Linked DNA regions of Oryctolagus cuniculus: region 1 is linked to region 2. The links are chromatin contacts, called in public Hi-C maps. All regions are on one chromosome and are shown on one strand. Each heading gives the region's core, a stretch centred on a gene start, on an enhancer-like site or on the middle of the called end of the contact. The rest is flanking DNA. Distances are from core to core; before and after follow the strand shown. Region 1 overlaps ELMOD3 (ELMO domain containing 3). Region 2 holds the start of MAT2A (methionine adenosyltransferase 2A).

Region 1 (3,420 bases), core at 481-2,980, 110 kb after region 2:
CTGTTTATTCACTCCCCAAATGGTCACAACAGGGCTGGTCTAGGCCAATGCCAGGAGCCTGGAACTCTATCTGGGTTTCCTACATGGGTGCAGGGACCTGAGTACTTGGGCCACCTTCCACTGCTTTCCCTGGTGTATGAGCAGTGAGCTGGATCAGAAGTGGAGCAGTTGGGACTTGAATGGTGCTGACATGGGATGCCAACACTGCAAGCAGCAGCTTAACCTGTTGTGGCACCATGCTGGCTCTGGAAATAGTCTTCAAAAGTGACAAGAGTAAGTGCTGTGCTCAGTGGCTTTGACAATATTTTTAGATTTATGGAGTATTGTTAAGTCTCCCGTGAAGGACCTAAGCCCTTTTCTTTTTTTAAGGTTTATTTGAAAGGCAGAGTTACAGAAAGGCAGAGGCAAAGAGAGAGAGAGATCTTTTATCCACTGGTTCACTCCCTAAATGGCCACAACGGCCGGAGCTGGGCCCATCTGAAGCCAGGAGCCAGGAGCTTCTTCTGGGTCTCCCATGCTGGTGCAAAGGCCTAAGCACTTGGGCCATCGTCAACTGCTTTCTCAGGCCATAGCAGAGAGCTGGATCAGAAGTGGAGCAGCCGGGTCTCAAACCGGTGCCCATATGGGATGCTGGCACTGCAGGTGACAGCTTTACCTGCTATACCACAGTGCTGGTCCCTAAATCCCTTAAGAAAAATGTACAGATTGGGGCCAGCGCTGTGGCATAGTAGGTAAAACCACTGCCTACAGTGCTAACATCCCACATGGGCACCAGTTAGAGTTCTGGCTGCTCCACTTCTGATCCAGCCCTCTGCTATGGCCTAGAAAAGCAGTACAAGATGGTCTAAGTCCTTGGGCCCCTGTACCTGTGTGAGAGACCCAGAGGAAGCTCCTGGCTTCGGATCAGCACAGCTCTGGACGTTGCAGCCATCTGGGAGTGAACCAGCGGATGGAAGACCTCTCTCTCTGCCTCTCTGTAACCTGTAACTCTGCCTTCAAGTAAATAAACAAATCTTTAAAAAAAAAAAAAGAAAAATGTACAGATTAAAATTTCTGCACCTGTTTTCAGAGGGTCCACACATCTCCTCAAACCAGTCTGTCCACCAAGATGACTACAACTTAAAAACTTCAGCCTGCATTACTGTTGATGTCCCAAGGTCTGACGCCATGAGCATGATGTGGTCTGGAAAATATTACCCAGGGCGTGCCCAGGGCGCTTGCTCCTCCCCTGCAAGGGGCTCCCAGGACTCCTGTGGACCATGAGCCAAGGGCAGCACATTCAGGGCTGGGCGGCTGCGTTAGCCTCACAGGCTCGGCAAGCTATGGGGATTTGGGGGAAAGGAACCACCTGACTTGACACTCACCCCAGAGTGGAGGCTGAGCTGCAGCTCCGCCTGCCCACCCCACCCCACCCCAGCCATCTCATTGTCAGCTGAAGGCCAGGCTGGAGAAAGTGACAGGAATGAAGAATTAGCTCAGGCTGGGCAAAGATGGCCCAAGGCCACCTGCAGGGTTTGGCAATAGTGCATGCCCGAGGCATCCAGACACCAGCCAGGGGTTCCTTTCCATCCCCGGGTGGCCGTCGGTGGTCCCTGCCTCTGTGATGGGTCTGCCTCCCGTGAGTCAGACTTGGTAACAGTCTTCCATAGCTCCACTTGAGGACAGGACAGGGGAAGTACTCTGGCCTGGAGGCCCTTTCATGAGGGAGCAACAGAGCCAGGCTGCCCCAGAAGCAAGTGCAGGGAAGGCCCTGTGCGGTACCTGCCACCGTGTGATCCTAGCAAGAGCCAGGGCCTCCTCAACCGCCAGCTGGCGTGTGCGGGGAAGCTGGGGCCTGCGAGGGCAACCAAGGTGGGGTGGACGTCACTTGAACTCAGTGGGAATTTGCCCACGGCATAGGCAGCTTCTCTGCTGGAGCACATGGCCGGGCTGGGGCCTCCATACACCCCATGCATGCAGTACCTGGCACTAGCCCGGCCCTGGAACGATGGGGCCAAGGGAAAACACTTGTGACCCTTAAACGAGAAGAGTTCTTTATTGGAAAAGTGCCGGTGTGCAGACTTCCTCTTCCCTCCACCCACTGGAAAGACGCCCTCCTGACACAGTGCCTAGCCTCCATGGGAGGAAGCCCCAGCTCCTGGCTTGAGGACAGGGCAGCCCCCAGGGGCTGAAAGCCCATTTCTAGATGGTAAGTACTGGAGGGGGGGGCTGAGAAAGAGCAAGGTGGGAGGTGTGAGGCCTGAGGGCCCAGAGGGGCCCTGATGCTGCCCTGTGGCTGCAGGAGAGGAAGGCCCACGCTCACTGGAGCTCTCAGCACCTTGCCCTGGACTATGCTGCCTCCTGCTGGCTGTTGCCACTGCCCTCTTCCCTGTCTCAATTCTACCTAATGCCCAGTTGCCAGTCAGGACTGTGGCTGCCTTGAGAATCCTTTCTGTGTGGGGCTATGTGGAGGATGCACACAGTGCTGTTGCACTCATGGCCTGGAACCCACCCTGCAGCCGGCAGCCCCACTGACACTGAGGCAAGATTCTCCCCGCCCCAGAGGCAGGTCTGCCCTCACGCCTCCTGCCGGCCCAGGGTGTTCTGGACATGGCCTGCCATGCGCTGCTCTGAAAGCCCCTGCGGCCCAGCCTTCAAGTCTTTCCGTTGCTCCGCTGCGGTGGGGCAGCGTCAGATCAGCCCGGAGCCTTCAGCTGAGTGAGCCTGCAGGTCACACACGCCTGTGAAGGTGAGGTCCTTGGCGTGAGGGGCTTGTGGCCCAGGGCACTTCTGGGCCCCCAACAAGGAGGCCTGGCCCTTTGACACCCCAGCCAGGTAGATGTCCAGGGTCTTGAGCAGCCGTCGTGGGCTCTTCTTGGCTAACACTTCCAGGTCTGGAGCAGAGAGGATTAAGGGAGGGAGGCTGGGGAGCGCTTTGGACAGCACAGTCGTTAGAGCCTCCAGCCTAGCACTTCTAGGGAACAGCCACAACCCCTACCAAGAGAGATAAAGGCAAACAAGTCTCCAAAGACAGAGGGCCCACTGGAGAGGGAGGAGGAGGACACTGGCCTCGGAGACCACACACTCCACATTGTCCGGGAAAATCGTGACTGAACGGTCAGGCTGCCTGCCGGCCCCTGGCTTCCAGGTTAGATTCATGCAATCACCTCCTCTTCATCAGGCCCGAAAGGGAGGAGGGTGGTGGTGGACAGCGGCCAAGGGCAGACTCCAGAGGAGGCCGGATGGATGGAGTGGGGTGGGGAACTGCAGCTCCGCCCTGGGGTGTCTGAGCCTCGGCCACTGCAGTAGAGGGAGCTCACCTTTGAGGACAAAGCCCGAGTCTGAGATGGTCTTCTCCTGGGTCCTCCAGACGTGGGCGAGCCGGAGGAAAGTGGCCGCATAGAAGCTGTTCACTACGGGGATGACCTTCTGCTGCCGGTT
Region 2 (3,396 bases), core at 626-3,125:
GAGCTCTTCAGCACTGCTTTAGCAGAACCATTTGCTTGAATAGGTGTTGGAGGTAGTGCTGCCTATTACTTGAAAACTTGACACCACAGTCTTAAAGATAGTTGTGCAAGCTCACCAATTCAGATAATCCAGCAAAACACTGCATATTTAACACATCTTACTCCATTATGATACATAAATTTATATCCGACCGACTCCAGTCCCATCTCAAAAATATTTCAAATGTTTTGAAAAATTAAGCTCATAAGCAAAGCAATTTTCACCGTTGACCTGTAACCAATTAATCAGGTTAAAGTAGAAAACAGTGGTATCTTTAAAGAAACAGTTCCCTTTACAACATTCAAGAGCACCTCTTAACCCCCGCACACCTGGGGTCTAGGATAACTAAGACCACCTGTCAAGCTGTTGCCCTAATTTAAGGATCACCAATTTGGGCAACAGAATTAGAACTAAACAACTGACAGGAAATATTAACTTTATGAACAATGGGAGTAAGCACTTATTTGGTTCTGTTAGAGCTCTCCAGAAAAAAACATGCCCAAATGTATTCTGAATCCTTGTCTTCAGCTGTTAGTGGGAATGGCGACCAAAATCCAGACTTATGAACAAACTGTTTTTAAAAGCCTGTAACTTGTAAAAGCTGGGTCAACAGAAACAAGAAAGCCACAGCCGGAACAGCCGGCCTCCATCACGGATCCCCGGCTCGCGTCTGTCCTTTGCTGCCACTCGCTCGCCTGTGGGCGCTCAGCGCAGCACTGGCGCCTGCAGAGAAACAGATCCTTACGCCATCAGACTAGACACCACGTTATCGTGGTCACTTTAAGGGCAGCACAGTCATTATCTGTATTAGGTGACGTGCTCTGCCCAAGAGCGACAGTTCCTAGGGGCGCTTCCCTCGCTCACGTGCAAAGTGGCCCCTATCATGGCGGCGCCGTGGACAAAGCCCCGAGAAAGGAACGTGGAGGAGGACCTCGCCCGGCGGTCGGCCCCAAAGCCTTTAAAAGGAAACCCCACGCAATGGCAGCTCCCGCTTCATTCAGCCTCCCCAGCCTCCCCACCGCGCCCAAATAAGGGCTGCCGCCTCCACCGCGCGCTATATTTAGTCGGAGGCTGTCACCTTGACGCCAAGGCCGCTGCCGCCTAAGGGCACGGCCATCGTCTCGCGGGCGTGGGGAGACCCCGAGCCCGCGCCCCCAGCCCCAGGCCCGGGCGCCGCCACACGCGGCGGCGGACACGTGGTCGCCGCTGCAATGCGGGGCGCGCGCTCCCGAGGCCGGCCGCGAGCCTGCGGGGCGGGTCGCCCACTCGAGGGCTTTCGGGCCGCAGCGCCGAGAGGAGACAAGAATGCCCGCCCGGAGCCAGCCCACGAGCGGCCGCGGCCCCCGCCCTGCACGTTTTCTGGAATCTTCCGCATGCCGGAGCGCGCGGCCGGATGGGCGGGGGGAGGGGAGGGGCGGCCACGCGCTCGGCACCGGCAGCGCCACGAGGAAAAACGCGCAGCCGCCGTTCTCCCCCCACCGCCCGGCGGCCAGGGGCGAGCCGCGCGGGCGCCGCTGACCAGCGGGTCCGGCCGGCGGGCCTCCGTGCGGCCCCAGCCCCGCCCCTCCCGCCCTCGGCTCCGGGCCCAGGCCCCTCACCTGGGTGGCCTTCCCCCACAGACTCGGAGGTGAACAGGAACGTGCCCTCCTCAATGAACGCCTCGTGGAAGCCGTTGAGCTGCCCGTTCATGTTGGCGACGGTGGCGGAGGATGAAGGCGGTGGCGTTGAGGCAAGCGAGCGGCAGCGAGGCAGCAACTGCGTTCTACCGAAGGCTGACGGCCGGCGCGGAGCAAACGAGGCGACGGCCGGCGCGGCCCAGTATTTATAGCGCGGCGCCCGCGCGCGCCCGCCCCGGGCCCCGCCCCTCGGCGCCGCGCGCCAATGCACCACACGCGCGGGGGGCGGCCGGGGAAGGCGGGGTGCGCCGAGCGGAGCCCGGGCTGAACCACTGTGCGAGGCGGGGGGAGGCGAGGGAGCGGAGGCACTCGCGTAGTTAGCCATCTTAGGAAGCTGTGTGTATATAGGCGGTGGAGTACGTGGAAACGTGAATATCCTGAGTCTTCGCGGTGGGAGAGGCAGAGCGACCAGGGCTTTATGGCACGGGTCCCCTGTGCTGTGAAATGGCACCTCCCTCCCGACCGTTGGCTGCGCTGCTTCTCCGCCGGGTTGCGCCCCCCGGTGGTGGCGGCGGGAACCGCCGAGGTTTTGTGCTAAGGCTTTTGGGCGAGGGTCTTTCCCGCCGCCCCGGCTAATTTAGGGTCTGGTGACAGGCAGCCCATGGGCTCTTAGGCGTGTGGAAGTGGCCATCTTGAGTGACCAAAAAAAATACGCTTCTTATCCACCCCACCCAGCTCGCGGCAGGCAGCTAGAAATTCTGAGGGGCCCCGGCCCAGCCAGCAATCTCTTGGTTAGTGGCTCTGGCGAAAATGGCTGGAGAGCTGATTAATAACCGTGCTGTCACCGATTTGAACAATTGCCGCTCCAGCCCATCCCCCCCGCGAAAGTGTGTTAGAGGCACCCTCAGCCTTCGTCGACGCCACAGCGAGGCCACGCTCTGGCCTCTTCTTCGTCGGAGAGAAAGGAGGCCGCTCACCAGGCTGCCGTGGCCCGGTCTTTCCTGTGCCTTTGAAAGAGAAAGAATTGTTTGCCGCGTCATTTCAGCCCCGGTCGAGGGGGCTAGTTCTTTCCCTTGGGGGCAGGGCCTTAGCCAAGCCCTTGAATGTGCTGCTGCAGAGCTGCAGCGTGAAACTTTCACTTTAAAATGATCACCTGCGGGTGCCCTCGTTTTACCCATGAAAGGAATTCTGGAGAAGGAAAAAGAGCAAAAACAAGACTGAAGCCAGCAAGGAGTAGGGAGTCGAGAACCGACTGCTTAGAGTCCCCACCAAAAGGGAGCCGCAGCGAGGACGGGTGGCACCCCGGTGCAGGCTGGTGGGGGGCTGCGCGTGCCCAGGGTGCCAGGGGCGGCCTGGGACGGTGACTCCTCAGCGGAGAGGAAAGGTGGGACTCGCCCAAAGGATCCCTGGGAAACAAAGGAGGCTCTTGGGCTGGGACAAAGAAGATTAATAACGGGCTCATCCGTGGTCACTCGCAGCAGGCAGCAAGAAAAGCAAGAAGAGACAAAAGCCTTGTTATCTTCATTTGTTGGCTTTTACTTTTCAAGCTCACCGTGGAAAAATGACTGTGTCAGAGTTTCATAGTTTTTTTGTTTGTTTTAATGTTAATTCATCGCTTTTAAAAGCAGGATGCCAATTTATTAACTCACAATGAGTAATAAAATTGTCAACTGCAACAAAATGCGTGTGTAGGCTGGTCAGTGCATTATCTCCCAGCAGAAAAATCCATATGGGAAGCCAG

What was found. A called contact is a pair of places that touch in the nucleus more often than the background predicts.
Region 1: a Hi-C map of skin fibroblasts shows a contact between it and region 2, with 6 times the contacts expected there. The contact joins the enhancer-like site here to the promoter of MAT2A in region 2. A contact is called at or near these places in 4 of 6 Hi-C or Micro-C datasets (ear pinna, psoas muscle, skin fibroblasts and 1 more).

The regions. Positions count from the first base shown.
Region 1 is chr2:117,244,646-117,248,065 of mOryCun1.1, forward strand. It overlaps ELMOD3 (ELMO domain containing 3), which reads right to left. Exons shown (of 13, transcript XM_008254179.4): 12 at 3,300-3,420; 13 at 2,017-2,873. The coding sequence ends at 2,671. Among named protein-coding and RNA genes, the nearest start is that of CAPG, 26 kb to the left of the region's middle. Within about 2 kb of position 1,731, at least 1 of the 8 cell types and tissues checked has an H3K27ac peak or open chromatin away from gene starts, as enhancers often do. A contact at or near this core is called in ear pinna, where this site is marked.
Region 2 is chr2:117,131,510-117,134,905 of mOryCun1.1, forward strand. It overlaps MAT2A (methionine adenosyltransferase 2A), which reads right to left and starts at 1,876. Exons shown (of 9, transcript XM_051842703.2): 1 at 1,638-1,876. The coding sequence starts at 1,728. It also overlaps the pseudogene LOC100339706.